2 separate regions of the Salmo salar genome follow, and region 2 is linked to region 1. Evidence: chromatin contacts called from public Hi-C data. All regions are on one chromosome and are shown on one strand. The core of a region is the stretch at or near the end of the contact, and the rest is flanking DNA. Distances in the headings are between cores, read along the strand shown.

Region 1 (3,496 bases), core at 298-2,797:
ACAGCTTAAGGACAACAATGTCAAGGTATTGGAGTGGCCATCACAAACCCTGACCTCAATCCTATAGAAAATTTGTGGACAGAACTGAAAAAGTGTGTGCGAGCAAGGAAGCCTACAAACCTGACTCAGTTACACCAGCTCTGTCTGGAGGAATGGGCCAAAATTCACCCAACTTATTGTGGGAAGCTTGTGGAAGGCTACCCGAAACTTTTGACCCAAGTTAAACAATTTAAAGGCAATGCTACCAAATGCAAATTGAGTGTGTGTAAACTGCTGACCCACTGGGAATGTGATGAAAGAAATAAAAGCTGTAATAAATCATTCTCTCTACTATTATTCTGACATTCTTAAAATAAAGTGGTGATCCTAACTGACGTAAACAGGGAATTTTTACTAGGATTAAATGTCAGGAATATTGAAAAACTGAGTTTAAATGTATTTGGCTAAGGTGTATGTAAACTTCCGACTTCAACTAAAACTAAATGTCCCTAGTTCAATCAAAATTGTGTATACTTATGTGTAGTTTTATACAGGCAAAGTATGTCTAGGATGTTCACATTGCCTGAAATGGACCCATCTGTACTGTATTTGATGATGTGGACAATTGAATAAATGGGGGGGGCACAATGTATGGAACATCAACCTACAGACACACAGTGTACTAGGCCAGCACGTGTAGGCTACATCAGAATTGAATATTTAACTGGACAGTAATGATTTGTATTTAGTATGCTGTCGATGGAATATTTGACATTTATAAAGGGGGTACTCTACTTTGAAAATAATATATATTGGTTTCTGATGAATAAGAGTAGAATCACCACTGCTGACACTGGATTTAAGTGCGCAAGCACTACTGAGCTCATGGAAGCTAGGCTACTCTATGTGATTCATTCTCTGCACGGTCTTTCATCTGTGTGACGCTAACGGTGGTCATTCTCTGCACGGTCTCATCTTTGTGATACTGAGAGTTCTCTATCAAATGCACATAAAACATGCATCAATCACATTCCACAACAAGATTACGTGGTTTTATGGGACATATTTGTTAAAAACTGGTTACAACTGCACAAAGGCTCAGAGATTACATAGGTTATGTAATAACGAGCTAATACAGTACTGTGAAAAACAGATCTCGCGATGGGTGTATCTTCCATCTTGCCACGTTCGAGCGCTGACGTAAAACGGAAATGTCTAGATGGGATACAGCTTTTGTCAAACGAATGTCAAAAAATATATTTTTTGCATTTTAGCTAACCCTAACCTTAACATAATTATCCTAAACTGCTACGTTAATTCTACTAACATGCTGCGTAAGTTCTAAAAAAACTACCGCACACTCTAGGAGCTCAGATGCAATCATTGAATAACCTAATAACCAACGTTTCGACAGACAAGCTGTCTTCATCAGGGTAGTTCTCATAACCTACGAAAAGTCCATTTTGACGAAAGCTGTATCCCTTATAGTTAAAACCACATGAAGGGGGGATAAACAAGGCGGTTCTAGCCTGCGGGGGTATCCCAATGACTGTATCCATACGATTGAATAAGACAACCACCTCTGAAAGCGAATTGGACGAGATTTTCCTTCTCTCCGCCCACCGCGTCTTCGTGAAGCTCGCACTGGCTGAGGGCGCATTCACTAAACAGTGGACGGGGTTGCTATGGGCTTCGGGTTATGAGGGCAGAGATTTGATTTGTACAGGGCCACCTTTAGCGCAAGAAATTGAGAGTGAAGCTCGTTAATTTTGAATTTCCACATTTCTACTTGAATCCAAGCAACTTCGAATAGCCATGGCCCCGAAGAAAAACGCACGAGGACACAAAATGAAAGGTTCGTAATTTTAGTAGTGGCAGTGGTGCATGGAACCAACCTTAGCTGCAGAATGGCTTTAAAAGTTAATCGGGGGGCAATATTGACATTTTCATTTAAGCATTGCAAGTTAGCCTACAACAATACGAAGCCTATAAAACTGGACAATATGTAGCATAAGGTCAACAACATACCAACAAAGTAAGCCAGCAATTGTTCCCCTTTTTACGGAGCCATTAACAACTGTACAGTACATTGTTTCGAGTTATAGTAAACAGCACAAACAGTGTCTCTTTATATCCAGATTTCAGACGTTTTCCCTATTTTACTATACATTATACATACTGTTCATAACAGCGCATTTGTTCGATTTGAACAATGTTATTGCAATTCGTCAGGTTGCAAAGAAGAGTTTGCACCACCATTTCCCGTGCATTTTAGATTGGCTATGGTCGCCAAGAATAGTGAGGATCTGTTTCATCTTGTGCTCACGTATGACAATATGTGTCATTTTACGCAGCGAGACCAATTACATATCCACCTCGTAGACTTCAGCGGAAACTGCATCAGTTGCGTGTATTGTCCCCCCCATTTACTTTTCCTTAATTTCTCCCAAGTGCTCACGTGTCAATAGTGGGAGAACGTGGGAGGGGTTACACGTGGCTTATATCGTCACTGTTGCGAATCAGGACCCATATGGATCCCTTTTAATTATAAGGACCCCCCCCCCCTTTTCTCATCGCGGGACCGCTCCCCAAGTTATGGAGATGATTAATTACATTGGCATGGGCTGAGCTCCCAGCTTTAAACTTTCTAAACGAATGGTTTTAGGGCGGACTGCAAGGGGGTGCTTGTACAAGTCATGCTAAATATTGGGCCCCTTTTCAAAAACTCCAGTGTCATTGTGACACGTGTCCTTAGAAACGTTTACCCGAAGTTTTTATTGTATTTAAAATATATATAAATTTAACCTTTATTTAACTAGGCAAGTCAGTTGTTTTTTGTAGACTTCTAGTTCTTGTAGACTTATATAACCTTAGAATGTGTTGCAAAAAGGTAAGTAGATTGTGGCCATCTTTTGTTACTATCAGTGTTTCAGTGCCCCTCATTTTTAGGCTACTTCCTTATTTTATTCATCTGATATAGAAAGCCGCATTTATACCATGTTTTGTTACACTTTCAGTAAGATGATAATCATCAGGCCACTATCATGCAAATCGGTCATATCAGTGTGAATATTATGGTTCCTGCCATAAGGGAAAGTTGAGAAGTCATCAAGTAAGCAATTGCAAACTTTTTAGCAACTTCAAGTGGTTGCAAATGAGTTGAAGGTACACACTTTGCATGTTATGCATGATCAAACGGTGGTTGCAAGAATAAAAAGTCCTTTGGAACATTATGTACTGTTCTTATCGGAGCGTTTCACAACTCAAGGCTCCTCCCCTTACATGTATGTTGAAGTTGTACAGGGGCATGTTCATTCGGTGAACTGTTCAGGAAGTTGCTGATAGAAATGTTATGTGTAGAACTGACACTATTCACTATTCAACAAGACAGACGTATCTGTGATACATTTCTGTTAGTTAACATTGGTTATGTTGCCTCATACTCACTGCCCAACATCTGATGACTATCAACTGCGCGCCTATAGCTCCCGAGTGGCACAGTGGTCTAACAGGCTGA
Region 2 (3,496 bases), core at 451-2,950, 38 kb after region 1:
TCGATTTGCTTGTGTTTTATATATACCACACATTAGGAACACCTTCCTAATATTTAGTTTTATGCCTCCCTTTTGCCCTCAGAACAGCCTGGATTTGTCGGCATGCTCTACAAGGTGTCAAAAGCTTCCCACAGGGATGCGGGTCCATGTTGACTCCAATGCGTCCCACAGTTGTCAAATTGGCTGGATGTCCTTTGGGTGGTGACCATTCTTGATACACACGGGAAACTGTTGACTGTGGAAAAACCTAGCACTGTTGCAGTGCTTGACACAAACCGGTGCACCTGGCACCTACTACCATACCCCGCTCAAAGGCATTTTCAATATTTTGTCTTGCCCATTCACCCGCTGAATGGCATACATACACAATCCATGTCTCAAGGCTTAAAAATATATATTTTTGCCTGTCTCCCCTTCATCTCACTGATTGAAGTGGATTAAGTGACATCAATAAGGGATCATAGCTTTCACCTGGTCAGTCTGTCATGGTAGGTGTTTAATGTTTTGTATACTTAGTGTATTTCCACACTATGGGGTTGGAATAATACTGTGAAATAATTAAAATGATAATGCCTTTTTAATGTAAGAGCTGTTTGAATAGACTGCCTGAAATTCATCCTGTTTTGGTGGGATGGAGTTTTGGCCTGCCTGCTAACATCACTAAGAGTTCCAAATCTCTCTGCCAATAACAGCTCGTTTTTAGTTCTCTCTCCACTCACACCACTCCCAGACACAGCTACCAAACTTCTTGCTTGAGAAATTGCTTTGTTAAGATGCAATTTTTTTATTTTTTACCATTTTAATTGAAAACAATCACAGTACTTGAGCAGTAGTTCTTATTAAGATGTGTTTGAGAAATATAAATTATTTGATCTTGAGATAAAATGGCTGCTTTGGACCTTTGAAGGGCAACTTCACCACTTAACATTTGGGTTGTTATGACTTATTTAGTGATGTCCTACACAGTTTTAGTGTAGTTTTCATGTTTATTGACTGTTTAGTCATGAGCAAAACCAGAAATTGCTTCTCTGACGTTTTCAAGTAGAATCCCTGAGTAAATTATGGACAGTCATTTATATAACCTGTCTATAGATGTCTGATCATATTGGAACTCCCTGCTATATGTTGCTCTGGTTGTCTTCAAATAACATTTTTAAATAGACCCTCAAAAACCAATAGTATGATATTTATAGTTGGCTTGCTACAATATTTTTCTGTTGTTCAAGGCTCAAACTCCCATGATTCCATTCGGCAAAACCACTTCCACCGTCGAAGTCGCAGCTCTGCCAGCAGTTCCATTGCGACCTTTCCAAATAGAGAGAAATAGTAATGTCTTTTTAGTAGGTACTAACTCCGCCATCGTTCGTTGGACAAAGCCCATGGATTAACGCAGAAAATAAGGTTTAGCAGATCTTATATGTTGTGTTCTATCTGATAATCTTCATCAGCTAACTTCACTTTTTGTGAATTTTGAGGAATGTATGTAGTACTAAAAAACAAATCCAATAAAGGCTTCTTAATTCATAACGGTCATGTTAACTGACCTCTTATCTCAGAGCAAAACGTATATTAAAGAAAGCCCGTGTTAACCTCTGACTTTATTTTCGGTGTTTATTCCAAAACCATATTCTTTCCCCATATGTATGGCTGAACAAACCAGATGTAACTTATTTCCGGGTTTTAAGACTACAGGCTAGCGAGCCTATATTTTCGTAGTAATTGACTTGTAAAATTCATATTTTTGTATTAGTTCCAATAGGCCTACAGTGTTGTTGGCTGGTTGCTTGGACAGTAGCTAAGGCTGTATTTGGCAGATAGTTTTTGAAAACACTTTAATACAGATGCAACAGGGTTAGCTACTTAGCTAGCATTGTTAATGTTAGCACCAAAGATGCTAAGTGAAAATCTACAGAATGGTAGCTCTCCGCGAACAGGGTTGGAGAGCCCTGGCCTAGGCAATAGATCGCAAAGCAGCGTCTCCGCTAAACTTTTTGGAAATGTTAAATTAAACTTCTCATCCATAAAGTGCTAATACGGTTCAGCAGCTCAAATTATCAGGATGTAGGGCATTGCTATTGGGAAGGATTTATACCATGGATGGACAGCTAAAACAATTATGATCACACTTCAATTCATCAATTTAAATATAATGGAGAGACCTATACATTTGGCAGCCAAGCACGAGTTGTCAGTGTGTAGCCTATTATCGTCTAGATATGACGTTGACATATCTTCAATGAATAGACAGCCTAGTCAGCCCAGTTTTGAATATAAATCAAATTGGATCACAATCACATTTTCTCCTGACACACAAATGGACTATAAATACATAACGTTACCAATTAGTTACCCTGACCAAACGGACAGTGCACATAGGCTGTATGCTCTTATTAGTAACCTACAGGTGATCAGACTGAAAAATGGTCTCGTTTTCATACCATATAGCATGTCAGATCTCTAACGTTAAGGTGTAGCCTGGGCTGCTGCAACATTTATACAGTGAGTTTTTGCTTGTGTCTGTCCGGAGTGATTGTGTTATCATCTTTGCGAAATAAATACCGGAGGAAAGTGGAAAGCGCGCGCGAAAAAAATGCGCTTGGTCAACCTCTCTCTTTAATCTAACTTTTGATGGATGATGGGATTGTTTTGGGCTTCTCCCCGTGCCTGCCTTTCATGGCATGTTGTATTTTTGGGTGGAGTATTAAAACCCCCTATTAGGTATTCTTGTCTCCAATCATTGATACCATGTGACAGTATAACCGATCCTAACACGGAATCCAAACCGGCTGCGCGCGTGCGCCATCGTGCATACTGTAATGAAACAGCAGGCAGGGAGCAGGTCTCGAACTCTCGACCTTCAAGCCCGAAGTCCGGCGCGCTATCGACTGTGTCGCAAAAGCATGCTCGAGCGGCAGAGTCGATTTCCGCGCTTATAAACCCAGGGTCGTTACACTACTCCCTCCTTTCAAAGAGCGCTTCCTCGCGACTCAACGTCTTACAGGAACGCGGTCACCGGCCGAGCACACGCACTGTCATGGATGCAAGGTCCGATCCCACTTCTGACACCAATGTAATGAAACAGCAGGCAGGGAGCAGGTGTCGAACCCTCGACCTTCAAGCCCGAAGTCCGGCGCGCTATCGACTGTGTCGCAAAAGCATGCTCGAGCGGCAGAGTCGATTTCCGCGCTTATAAACCCAGGGTCGTTACACTACTCCCTCCTTTCAAAGAGCGCTTCCTCGCGACTCAACGTCTTACAGGAACGCGGTCACCGGCCGAGCACACGCACTGTCATGGATGCAAGGTCCGATCCCACTTCTGACACCAATGTAATGAAACAGCAGGCAGGGAGCAGGTGTCGAACCCTCGACCTTCAAGCCCGAAGTCCGGCGCGCTATCGACTGTGCCGCAAAAGCATGCTCGAGCGGCAGAGTCGATTTCCGTTACAATACATTTATTTTGTCCCTCCACACCAAAGGCGATCAAGACAGGCAGGTT

The links. A called contact is a pair of places that touch in the nucleus more often than the background predicts.
Region 2: a contact with region 1 is called in a Hi-C map of gill, with 2.2 times the contacts expected there. The contact joins the enhancer-like site here to the promoter of asph in region 1. A contact is called at or near these places in 2 of 3 Hi-C or Micro-C datasets (gill and muscle).

The regions. Positions count from the first base shown.
Region 1 is chrssa14:16,261,285-16,264,780 of Ssal_v3.1, forward strand. It overlaps asph (aspartate beta-hydroxylase), which reads left to right and starts at 1,548. Exons shown (of 10, transcript XM_045693996.1): 1 at 1,548-1,834. The coding sequence starts at 1,795.
Region 2 is chrssa14:16,299,186-16,302,681 of Ssal_v3.1, forward strand. No RefSeq gene overlaps it. Among protein-coding and RNA genes, the nearest start is that of asph, 38 kb to the left of the region's middle. Within about 2 kb of position 1,701, at least 4 of the 13 cell types and tissues checked have an H3K27ac peak or open chromatin away from gene starts, as enhancers often do. A contact at or near this core is called in gill, where this site is marked.